Regions from separate parts of the Mus musculus genome. Here region 2 is linked to region 1. The links are chromatin contacts, called in public Hi-C maps. All regions are on one chromosome and are shown on one strand. Each heading gives the region's core, a stretch centred on a gene start, on an enhancer-like site or on the middle of the called end of the contact. The rest is flanking DNA. Distances are from core to core; before and after follow the strand shown.

Region 1 (5,746 bases), core at 2,303-4,802:
ATTTAAGGTCTAAAACTCCAGACTTGTTCCTGAAGAAGAAAGTTCTGCAACTAGTGAACAGCCAGGAAGATCCAAAAGATTTCACTTTTTGAACAAGCTGTTGCTTTAAGAGCTGGCTCTGTTTGAAGTGCAGGGAATCTGCAAGTAGGGATAAACTCAACAGCAAGTGCAAAAGCATCCATTCTGTAAAGGGCACAGGGAATGAGCCATGACACCTGCTACGGGGCAACTGTGAGCAACTCCAGCCATCCAATCATGGGAAGGCAGTGTCAGTGTGAGGCTCTTGTAATCTCCAGAGATGGGGGTGATGATATTGAGGCCGTCTATTTGCTGCTAGGGGAAAGAATTTGCTGCAAGGGAAGAAGTCAATGGATCCAGGCGTTTGATATATTGAGAAACAAGGAACCAACTGCGCCGAGCACTTCTGTCATTGTCCAGCAGAGGTAAAAATCAGAAACTTGCAATTACACGCTGCTGGGGGCATTCTAACTGAAAAGGCCTCTAACTGTGACAGTTACTAAGTGCCTCTTCCCTGAGAATAAATGCAAACCAAGTGCTAAGCCAACCTTTCAGACAGTTGTCTTTCTTTAAGGAAATAGTGGTGGGGAATGGGGTGGGTATCATGTTTGATTACTCAGAAATAAGACCAGAAGGAGTGAAAACTTTCTTACCCTACAATATGTCTTTGTAAATGTGTTGGCAAAGTTAGATAGAATACAGGTGAGACTTTGTGTGTGTGTCCCCTCAACAAAACAGTGCCAAAACTAGGAGGAATTGTAGGTTTTCTAGGACTAAATCTCTGCAAAGAAGTGGATAAAAACAAACAAACAAACAAAAAAAAAAAAACAAAAGCAGGTTTAAAATACACTCACTGGTCCTCCCTAGCTACAGTTTCTTATCTCTGAGATCACTAGCACAATATAGAAAATATCAAAAGGAAAATGTATTATTATAGTCCTTCTATGTAATTGCTAGTTGGTATTTTTTATAATTTATGAGCCAAATTTATGTAAGTGGGTATATGTAAAACATATAGTAGATATACGATGTGGTATTCTCTATGGTTTTAATAGAGGTTTTATAATTTATTTTCATGGATTAGAAGGGGCTACTATAATATATAATTATATGATATATATTTGTATATGATGTCTATGCAATCTTCAAAAATGGCCTTCAGTGATCTTCTGAGAAAAGACTAAATACCACCTTCGCCCTTTAAGAGTTTTAAAACCCAAATTCCTCATTTGTTTAATGGGGTGAAAGCACCTCTGTTTTGAAGTCAACTGCCACTAACATTGTTGAACTTTCATACAGTGATCAGCATATGTTTTTTTTTAAATGATGATGTCACCATCAACAACAAAAGCCAGAGCCAGCAGCAGCAGCAGCCCTAGAAATAAGACTTTAATTAAAATAGATAGCTCTGCATTGCGTTACACATGCATAAATGCATAACTTTGAAGACACAGGCATTTAACTGTGTGGAAAAAATAGAGCCTTCAGTTGGTCTAAGTTGCAGTTAGAAATCCCTTCAGTAGCACAGGTACCAGTGAAGATAATCTTCCCAGTGAGCTCACTTGGATGGAGCACAGGGAGGAGCTAGAGAAAGCACCCAAGGAGCTGAAGGGATCTGCAACCCTATAGGTGGAACAACATTATGAACTAACCAGTATCCCGGAGCTCGTGACTCTAGCTGCATATGTAGCAGAAGATGGCCTAGTCGGCCATCACTGCAAAGAGAGGCCCATTGGTCTTGCAAACTTTATATGCCTCAGTACAGGGGAACGCCAGGGCCAAGAAGTGGGAGTGGGTGGGTAGGGGAGTGGGTGGGGGGAGGGTATGGGGGACTTTTGGTATAGCATTGGAAATGTAAATGAAGAAAATACCTAATAAAAAGAAAATCTACATAAATACATTTATGGATTATGACAGAAAAAAAAAGAAGTTTGTGGTGATTCTCTTATGAGATTCCCACACCCAGGCTTACATATATCATTTGCCTCTCCATGCCCTCCTTCCAATGCCGTTGCTTACCTAGCAAACACAGAAGTGGATGCTCACAATCAGCTATTGGATGGAGCACAGGGCCCCCAATGGAGGAGCTAGAGAATGTACCCAAGGAGCTAAAGGGATCTGCAACCCTATAGGAGGAACAACATTATGAACTAACCAGTACTCCTGAGCTCTTGACTCTAGCTGCATATGTAGCAGAAGATGGCCTAGTCGGCCATCACTGGAAAGAGAGGCCCATTGGACTTGCAAACTTTATATGCCCCAGTACAGGGGAATGCCAGGGCCAAAAAATGGGAGTGGGTGGGTAGGGAAGTGGGGGGGGGGACGGTGTGGGGGACTTTTGGGATAGCATTGGAAATGTAAATGAGGAAAATACCTAATTTAAAAAAAAATATATATATATATATATAAATACACTAAATTTCCTTTTAATACACCACACCCTTTCTTTCTCCCCTATGAAGACTTAATCTTTCCTAAGTATTGCATTTCTGAAAACATTGACCGGAGTGACACCCATGTCCCTGTAAACTCTGCTGACATTTCTGGGTAAGCTGTCCTTCATAAGCAGCCGCTCACACGTCAGGGTATCATTTCATATACTGGCTTTATTGTTCCAAATTTGGAAGAGTTACTCAAGATGATCAAATAAGAAGTACCATGTAGAAGATAAATGTATATCTAATGCTTTTCAAAGCTTCCTCACATTTTGCTTTATGAATTTTATCTAGCATGTGTGGAAAGTTAATGACTTTCTGTGACACTTGATAGTTACAGTATTCCAAAAACACTTAGAGTAGAACTTTCTGGTTCTTTTCGAAGAAGGAAAAGTGGTCCATGGCAACTGTGTGTTACTTGCACACTTTTTTTTATTGAATATTTTCTTTATTTACATTTCAAATGTTATCCCTTTTTCCAGTCCTCCTCCCCCAACACACACACTTTGAATTTGATTGTCAAACGATCTCCAACTTTGGTTAGGTTGTAGTCTAGTGATTTTTGATATTTGCTCATTGTTAGGCTCTGGGATAACTCTTTGGGTATTTCTTATTCTTTCAAACAAGCAAGAACACAGCCATAATTCATGTTTGAGGAGAAGGGTATAGGGTATGTGTATGTCTCTGACCTGGCCCATTTCAAAATTAGAGCAGATCTAGGAAAAACTTCTCATGTGGGAATGAAAATCACTCTATAACACACAGACTTAGCCTGGAGCCTGGGTAAGATGAAATACTAAAATTTCATACCTTTATATCTCTGTCACGGTATCTCTATCTATGCCTCTGTCAAGTAGTTCCTTTTATAAAAGTCTACTTTCTGTCTTGCAGAAGGAAGGGTTAGCATAGCAGAGAAATACAGAACAGAATAAGAAAAGCTATAAGCTCTAGGTCACCTGAGCTTAAAGATAGCCTGGGAGAAAGGGAACCTAAGACAGCTCTCTCAAACTAAGTAAAAGCAAGCCTGAGCAATTTCACTTCCCCCAGCAAGGCCTAACCCTAGCCTTGCGGCCTGAGCCCCTGGGCTGCATTTCCGGCAACCTCGGGCCACAATCCCCAGAGTAGGAAGCAAGCTGCAGGGCCACAGACCATCGGAACTAAAGGTCTGCAGGGGAAGTTGCAGGCAGGGCTGGCCACTGCAGCTCCCAGGCTCCAACCTCCCGCAATGCTTCCTGTGGCTTCTGGCACTAGGGGTAGCACCCAGGATCTGTTCCAGGTTGGCCTAGCACCTCCAGGTGGGTGGTCTCATGTTTGTCAGGGCTTTGGGTGGAGGGTACATGATGACCCTGGAGTCCTTCTGAGACTAAGGGCCACCAGTAGACAGTTTGCCCTGGGAGCTACCAAGACCTGGGTGTCTTTAAACCTGGGGGTGGGGTGGGGGCTTCTCTACTTTTGAAAATCACTTTGCACCCAGCTTTAATGCTAGATCTCATCTGAAATGTATATACATGGAGCAAAATGCCTCGTTTGAAGCATCCTTGCCCATTCCCCTGCCCCGGATCAGTCTGTATAAAACCAACTCCCTGGAACCATGAGCTCCTAAATGAGAAAAAGGAACGGAGTCAACTTGGTTGACTATGTCAGATAGTTTACATTTTCAAATGACTGCTGAGGTGCTTGGTTTGAGTTCCTTTTGGTTTTATTTTTAAATGCATGTGAAGTTCCAGAATAAGCATTAAAAACTTAGCTTTGGTAAAGAGATTTCACCAGAATATTAACATGATTATAGGAGGTGTTCCTGGTGAGTTATACAGCAAGAAATTGTAGCCTGAAATTATTTTAATTTACTAATCAGAATTAAAATTCTCATAACATTTTTATTTTTATTGTATTTTATTAACTTTATTTTAGGTAGGATCTTTTGGCTTTAGTTGTTTTTAGGGTCTGATACACTTATTTTATTAGATATTTTCTTTATTTACATTTCCAATTCTATCCCGAAAGTTCCCTATACCCTCCCCCTGCCCTGCTCCCCTACCCACCCACTCCCATTTCTTGGCTCTGGCATTCCCCTGTACTGAGGCATATAAAGTTTGCAATACTAATGGGCCTCTCTTCCCAATGATGACCGACTAGGCCATCTTCTGCTACATATGCAGCTAGAGACATGAGCTCCGGGGTGTACTGGTTAGTACATATTGTTGTTCCACCTATAGGGTTGCAGACCCCTTTCAGCTCCTTTGGTGCATTCTCTAGTTTCTCCATTGGGGGCCCTGTGTTCCATCCTATAGATGACTGTGAGCATCCACTTCTGTATTTGCCATGCACTGGCATAGCCTCATACGAGACAGCTATATCAGGGTCCGTTCAGCAAAATCTTGCTGGCATACGCAATAGTGTCTGAGATACACTTTTAATAAATGTGAACGGTTGTTTTTTTTCCATTAAAATGGGGAATGTATCTATAACAATGGAAGATGGCCTGAGACCCTCTGGTACCAGTGATGTGGGAAAACTGTACCATTTTAAATTCCGGACCATGGCTTTTGTCACCACTGCATAGCTCAGGATCTGTGGCAAAGTAGCCTTTGCAAGCAAACAGGCAGAAACAACTCATCTTTTGGACCTTGAACAAGAGACCTCTTTTGTAATTTCTATTTAACAGCTGAGTTTAATAGAACATGTTGGAATATGCCTTTTGTGTCAATGAACCTTGTGTTAGTGTCTAGAGACAGTGGTTATTTTGAGCAACATGGGTAAGATGAGGAAACATTCATGTCTTGCTGAGTATTCTTGCTCCTCCGTGTCCTCTCTTTGGTCCTTCTCAATACAGTAATTAGCACTTGCTTCAGCTTCTTTCTTATGGACTGGAAAGTCATCCCCCTCCCCCACAAGATTTAACCCAAGCCCAATTCATTAATGCAAGTTGTCTTTTAAGTCAACAGATTCTCTTCTTATTAGTTAAATTTGTTATTCTACAGTTTTGTAAGTGTATGCAACACTTAGGGCCCAGTTTCATCCTCTGCCTCTCCCTGAACCCATCTTTTTCATGTCCCCCCCACCCCAAATCTCACTCTTGTGTTCATGTCTGCTTCTTTCATTTTGTGAACCTCAGAGATTAATCAGGTCCCATGTAACCATGAGTTTGAAGCTATCCTTGGTGGCTGGTCACTCAGTAGTAGGTAGCCAATTCAAGATGGTGACTCCCGTCTCTCAGGAAGAGGAAGGGCTCACAGGGCGTCCTAGTCTCTTGACTCTGTTTATGAAGTGGAGATTACGTGAGACATTTTTCT
Region 2 (5,746 bases), core at 1,258-3,757, 970 kb before region 1:
GACTCGACCCTTGTAGAGCACGCTATGTTCCAGCTTCTTACCATTTTACTTCTGACACTTAAAACTGGTGACAGCCATTTTCCATGGTTTGGAAGAGAATGTCACTTCCTTTAATCCTTGTGTAGTGAAAGTACCCCCTTCACAAAATGAGACTAAGTGATGCTATTTAGTTGTATTTATTTTTCTACAGGTAGTAGATGATATGGAATAAAACATTTCCTCTAACTCCCTTTCCTACCTGTGAAAACTCCTTAATGTTATCCTAAATGGCTCTACAGAAATATGTTTTTTGTAAATATAAACAAGTTCACAAAGTGTATGTATATGCTTTAATGTAAGCTCTCCCAGAGCTTCTGTGATGTTCTGGAATAGTTCATACACTATGTTTATTCCTAGTGTGTCTAGAACTTCTAGAATTGTCTGGTGAAGTCGCTGAAGAACAATCCCTGGGAACTGGGAAGGGAGGAAGCCCCTTGTCACCTTCATTTGGTGATTTCTGGCTTCACTCAGGCTCTCCACATTCCTTTTGTTAGTAGTCACCTGACATGGTTTTCATCTTTTGTTTGAGAATAGCATTTTTCTTTGTAATCCAAAGGAGAATGATCGTAAGCCATCACAGGAGTTTAGCCTAATTGTCTTCTTTGATAGGAGCATTGTTTTCTATCTTGTTAATATTAAATTGCTTTAGAACTTTGCAAGTTCTTTGCTTTATGTATCTTTGTGATTTTTAAATATGCCCTGTCTTTACTTTTTTTTTTTGGCGGGGGGGGGGGGTTCGAGACAGGGTTTCTCTGTATAGCCCTGGCTGTCCTGGAACTCACTTTGTAGACCAGGCTGATCTCGAAATCAGAAATCCTCCTGCCTCTGCCTCCCGAGTGCTGGGATTAAAGGCATGCACCACCACACCCGGCTCTGCCTTTACTTTTTATTTGTGGAAAAGAGGTCAGTACATTTGCTCCTCTAACTTTGGCCAACTATATACCTCACTAAGGACTATAATATTTATACTTGGATTGAACTCATAGTCTTGACCTTTGCCCCAATCTTTTTCAGCAGTTAAATAGATTTTAGACCACAATTTTCCCCTGTGAATTTTTTTTTTTAGTTATTCTTTTCCTAAATGTTTATTTTTGGTTTTAATCAAGTATATGTATTTGAATCTATGCATGGATATGTAGACGTGTGTGCAGGTCCCTATGGAGGCCCAAAGGGGGCTTCAGAGTCCTTGGGGCTGGAGTTACAGGTGGTTGTGAGCTTCCTGGCATGGGTGCCAGGGACTGAGATGAGCCATCTCTCTAGTTTCTCTGCCCATGTCTTGATTTGTTACACTTCTGTTGTCTTGTTTACCAGCAAGGTTTTTTAGAACAGTTGAAAGTAATTTCCTTCAAATCTTGGTATTTAAATCAAAACTTAGAATTCTTTTAAACTACATGTTGAAATTTTCTTGATTTCAGGGAACTCTTTAAATATATATATTACTTTCAAGTGTATACATATACACACACACACACACACACACACACACACACACAGACACACACATATATATATAGTATGTCTTATCGTCTTATTTCAATATATTCTTCTATGAGATCCTGGTATGTTATCTAGGGCATTCTTACTTATCTTGCGTATCTGTGAAGATATAGTGGAATATTCTTGGCTTTTTAATAATGTAATCTCTGTGAAAAAGAGAAGATAAGAGAATTTTGGTCAAGAGATGTAAATAAATCTTCGTTGAGTATTAGTAGCCAGATTGCAGTCAGACACCAACCAGTGTGTGATTTAACCAACACCCTTCCTCAGGTTCTAAATGTTAAACTGAGCCAGGGAATAGACGTGCTCAAGGGCAGTGTAGGTTTCATTCCTGTTGAAGCATGAAGCAGAGACTTGGCTCAAAGCACCAAGTGTCAGCCTGACCGAAGGGAAACTTGAGCCCCTTTAGATGATGATTCTCTGTACACAAAGAAATATTTCGTCTACAGGCTATGAACTATAAATTAAAAACAAACTTTAATTAAATATTTATTTATCTCCTATAAAATACAATGACAAAAGTGAATATGTGACCATTACTTTCAAGTCAATTTCTGGATTTCTGGAGTAATATTTACAAGGGCTCGGGTTATGAAATGATAATTCTCTATAGATATATGGCATTGCCAATGAGAAAGAGTGAACTTCACTGTCTCCAAAGGAACAGAAACAAGACCTTTCAGCTTTCATGTATCTGACTTATTCCAGGTAGGTATAGGCATGAAGTCAAAGAATAAAACCATGTTGTCAAACAAATACCTTGCATTACTGGCTTAGACCAAGCCTGGGGCTAAGTGAGAGCAGCCAGTGCAGCTCTGTGCCAGATATCCACTTTAGGTTGTTTTGAGTGACGTTTGATTTTCAGTTCTTACTCAGAGGAGCATGGCCCATGGCAATTTGTAACTCACAGGCATGAGAGCATGGAAGTCCAGGTTCTGCATGACAGAACTAAAAAGGAATCCACAGGAAGCGAGTGGGGTCTGTGAAGTGTGCCAAGAGGGCCGGCAACTTAAAATTCTTCAGCTGCGCTGTGCATTACACATCGGCCGGCCCTTCTATGGCTATCACACAGTTTCCCTTTTCTGGGGTTTCCTCTTTTCACTCTCTGCCAGAGAGAGGAGATAACAAAGCATTTCCCCTTGCACATACTGAAATCAATTTTGCCAGTAAGTACGGATCCTAAAATGAAACTGTCTTGACCCTCTCATAAAAGGAGGCATTTTCAATTGCCTGCTGATAGCTGTGAAGTATATATCATTTTTCATACTCTTAGCCTTAGTAATCTGTCAGGTGTCTGGACATTTCATTACCAGCAATGTTTTACCATCTATCCATCTCTGCTCTTCTAGGTGCCTATTTTTAACACAGAGACAATAGATATCAGCCAGTCAATAAAGGATTATCCTGATATACGATGTTTAAGAACAGGTATCCTGGTATCAGATAATGTGGTACATCTGGGTTGTGTTCGAAATTCCCTCTGAGCATTAGAATTTGGTGTCATACATGATGAGGCAGAATTCTTTTCTTTTAAAATAGTATCTACATAACTAGATCATATGATATGTTTAACGATATCAGTATTAAAAACTATGAAAAATGCTATGAAGAAAGAGGGCTTGATAAGGGGACAGAATGACAGGGTTGTACTTTGGGTACAGTTGTTAGACAAGCTGTTCTGGGAAGATTTTGTTTGGACAAGGGCTTAAATGAACTGGGGAAACAAATCATAAAAGCACTGGGAGGGAGGGTTACAGGCAGAGGAAAGAGCAACTGTAAGGATGCAAAAGAAGAAGAAGAAGAAGAAGAAGAAGAAGAAGAAGAAGAAGAAGAAGAAGAAGAAGAAGAAGAAGAAGAGGAAGGAGGAGGAGGAGGAGGAGGAGGAGGAGGAGAAGGAGGAGAAGGAGGAGAAGGAGGAGAAGAAGGAGAAGGAGAAGAAGGAGAAGAAGGAGAAGAAGGAGAAGAAGGAGAAGAAGGAGAAGAAGGAGAAGAAGGAGAAGAAGGAGAAGAAGGAGAAGGAGAAGGAGAAGAAGATGATGAAGAAGAAGGAGAGAGAGAGAAAGAGAAAGAAAGAAAGGGAAGGGAAAAAAGAGAGAGAGCATGAGAAATAACATAATTTCATGGATAGAGAAGATAGAGTGTAAACAATATTCCTGTCTCTCTTAGAAACCATTTGCCATCTAATTCAGCCAACATCCCAGTAAGATGAAGATCCTCTATGATGCAAGGCAGCAGTCCTCCAAGTATGGTCTTGGTACCAGTGTTAATAGCAGTTTTGGAACCTTATAAATAGTACTCATTATTGGACTCCACGCCAGACTCTTGCAGGATATTTGCTCATACCTTGATCCATAAGACTGTGTTATTTACTGAAAAAAGAACAAACACTAAAACCAAACCAACCAACCAACCAACCAACCAAATAAACAAAAATACCAAAACCAAACTGTTTTTAGTTGTGGTGTGGCTCAGCCCTTAGTATACACACCTTTAATCCTACACACCTTTAATCCCAAACAATGAAGGTAAAGTTAGTTAGTCGAAGGAAGTACCCATGTCTGAAAGTGATGTCTAATTGAGTGGCAGATCAAGTAGCAAATCAGAGAAAGATTTGATAGGATACACCCAACACTCACAAGAAGAGAGAGGAAAGGGAAGCTATTTAAGGGGCAGTGCAGAGAGAGAAGGCAGTTTTATTGCAACAGTTATAGAAAGACAGGTTGCAGAGGGAGAACAAGCTAGACATAGATGAAGACAGAATGAGCCAAAGAATGAGAAGGAACCAAGAGACTGGAATATTGCCACAGTTGGTGTGAGTCTAAGCAGAGCAATTCAGAGGCAGAAAAAGAGACACCAGATTGAATCAGTTAGCTTGGAGAGGAGTTTGAGTCAGAACAGCTCAGTTGTACCAACCTGCCAAAGATCAGAAGGAACAAGAAAGGGGAAACCTATTCAGCAGCAAGTCTCAGAGGCTGAAAATATTCTAGGCCTAGATAAGATTGTACAGAAGTGCTAGCAAGCTTCCAGGACTAGGCCTAGGTTAGCAGATGAAGGCAGTATGCCTCTGAGATGACATTGAAATCAGGTGAATAAAAGTTACTATTACACCAGACCTAGTAAATGAGAATTTCTAAGGGAATGGCCCAACATTTTGTTTTAATTAGACTCTCTGATGATCCTAATGTACATTGAAATTCGACCACCACTTTCAGTGATGGTTGAATCTTGTCACTACTAATAATTAGATATGACCTCACCAGCTATAAACTCTGTGCTTCACGTAGTCTCTCTGTTGTACTCTCTCTCTCTCTCTCTGTGTATATACATATATACTTGTGTGTTTTCATATATATATGTGTGTTTTCATATATATATATATGGATGTTTTTATTATATATGTGTGTATATATTAAATATACATATATGAAAATGAATAAAAGCAGAAGTGAACTAACATTATCCTATTTGTAGATTAAATGGTCTCATCTATATAAAAGCTAGAAAATGATGCTTCAAGTTCCTATTACAAACAAGTGCTAAATGACAAGGTAAAGAAGACAGATATTTCCCTGGTTCACATATAGCAAGATAAGACAGGCAGTTGGGTACGCACATTCTCAATTGATTGAATATAGAATTTTTCATGATGGCATAAAGTTGGGGATCAAGGAAGAAAGAGGGTAATTATGACTGGGAAGAGCAGAGATGCGGGGTCACTTTCCTAGATGTGACATATCTATACAGAGCCAAAGCTATCCTTAGTCTTGACATCATGGAAAGGCTGGGATTACTGAATTCCTAAGAAGAAATTATTTTTGTATATATGCATGAGACATGAAAGTGCCAGCCATCAGCTACATTATTGCAAGCAATAAGAGCCAGACTTAATTAAAGAGGAAACTGTAAGATATTAATCATTGAGAACAAGAAAAATAAGGACAGAACTGAGCACAGATCTTAAGGGGCCTTTACATTTCTAGTATACAGCCAACATCAGTTTCCCTACTTTTCTCTCATTCTTGTTTTTGAAGGAAATCTGGAGGCAACCACATTATTTTGATAATAGCAGGAACAAGGGAAAGCAAAGGCAGGAATACGTCTGGAAGTGGAGCCCAGACAGAAAGACCCTTTAAGGGTTCAGCTTTCCCTTCTGTTCTTATTCCTTCCTTCTCCTGTTGATGTCCAGAATGACAAGCTGTCAGCCTTTGGA

Evidence for each region. Hi-C and Micro-C count contacts between places; a contact is called where the count stands out from the background.
Region 2: a contact with region 1 is called in a Hi-C map of B cells, with 8 read pairs. The contact joins the enhancer-like site here to the promoter of Bank1 in region 1. A contact is called at or near these places in 2 of 39 promoter capture datasets (embryonic stem cells and liver), 1 of 484 Hi-C or Micro-C datasets (B cells) and 2 of 9 other capture datasets (liver and macrophages).

Annotation. Positions count from the first base shown.
Region 1 is chr3:136,323,872-136,329,617 of GRCm38.p6, reverse strand. Bank1 (B cell scaffold protein with ankyrin repeats 1) reads left to right here and starts at 3,552. Exons shown (of 17, transcript NM_001033350.3): 1 at 3,552-3,748. The coding sequence starts at 3,679.
Region 2 is chr3:137,290,137-137,295,882 of GRCm38.p6, reverse strand. The region is part of intron 1 of Gm567 (predicted gene 567); the gene reads right to left. Among named protein-coding and RNA genes, the nearest start is that of Gm567, 3.4 kb to the right of the region's middle. Within about 2 kb of position 2,507, at least 73 of the 459 cell types and tissues checked have an H3K27ac peak or open chromatin away from gene starts, as enhancers often do. A contact at or near this core is called in B cells, where this site is marked.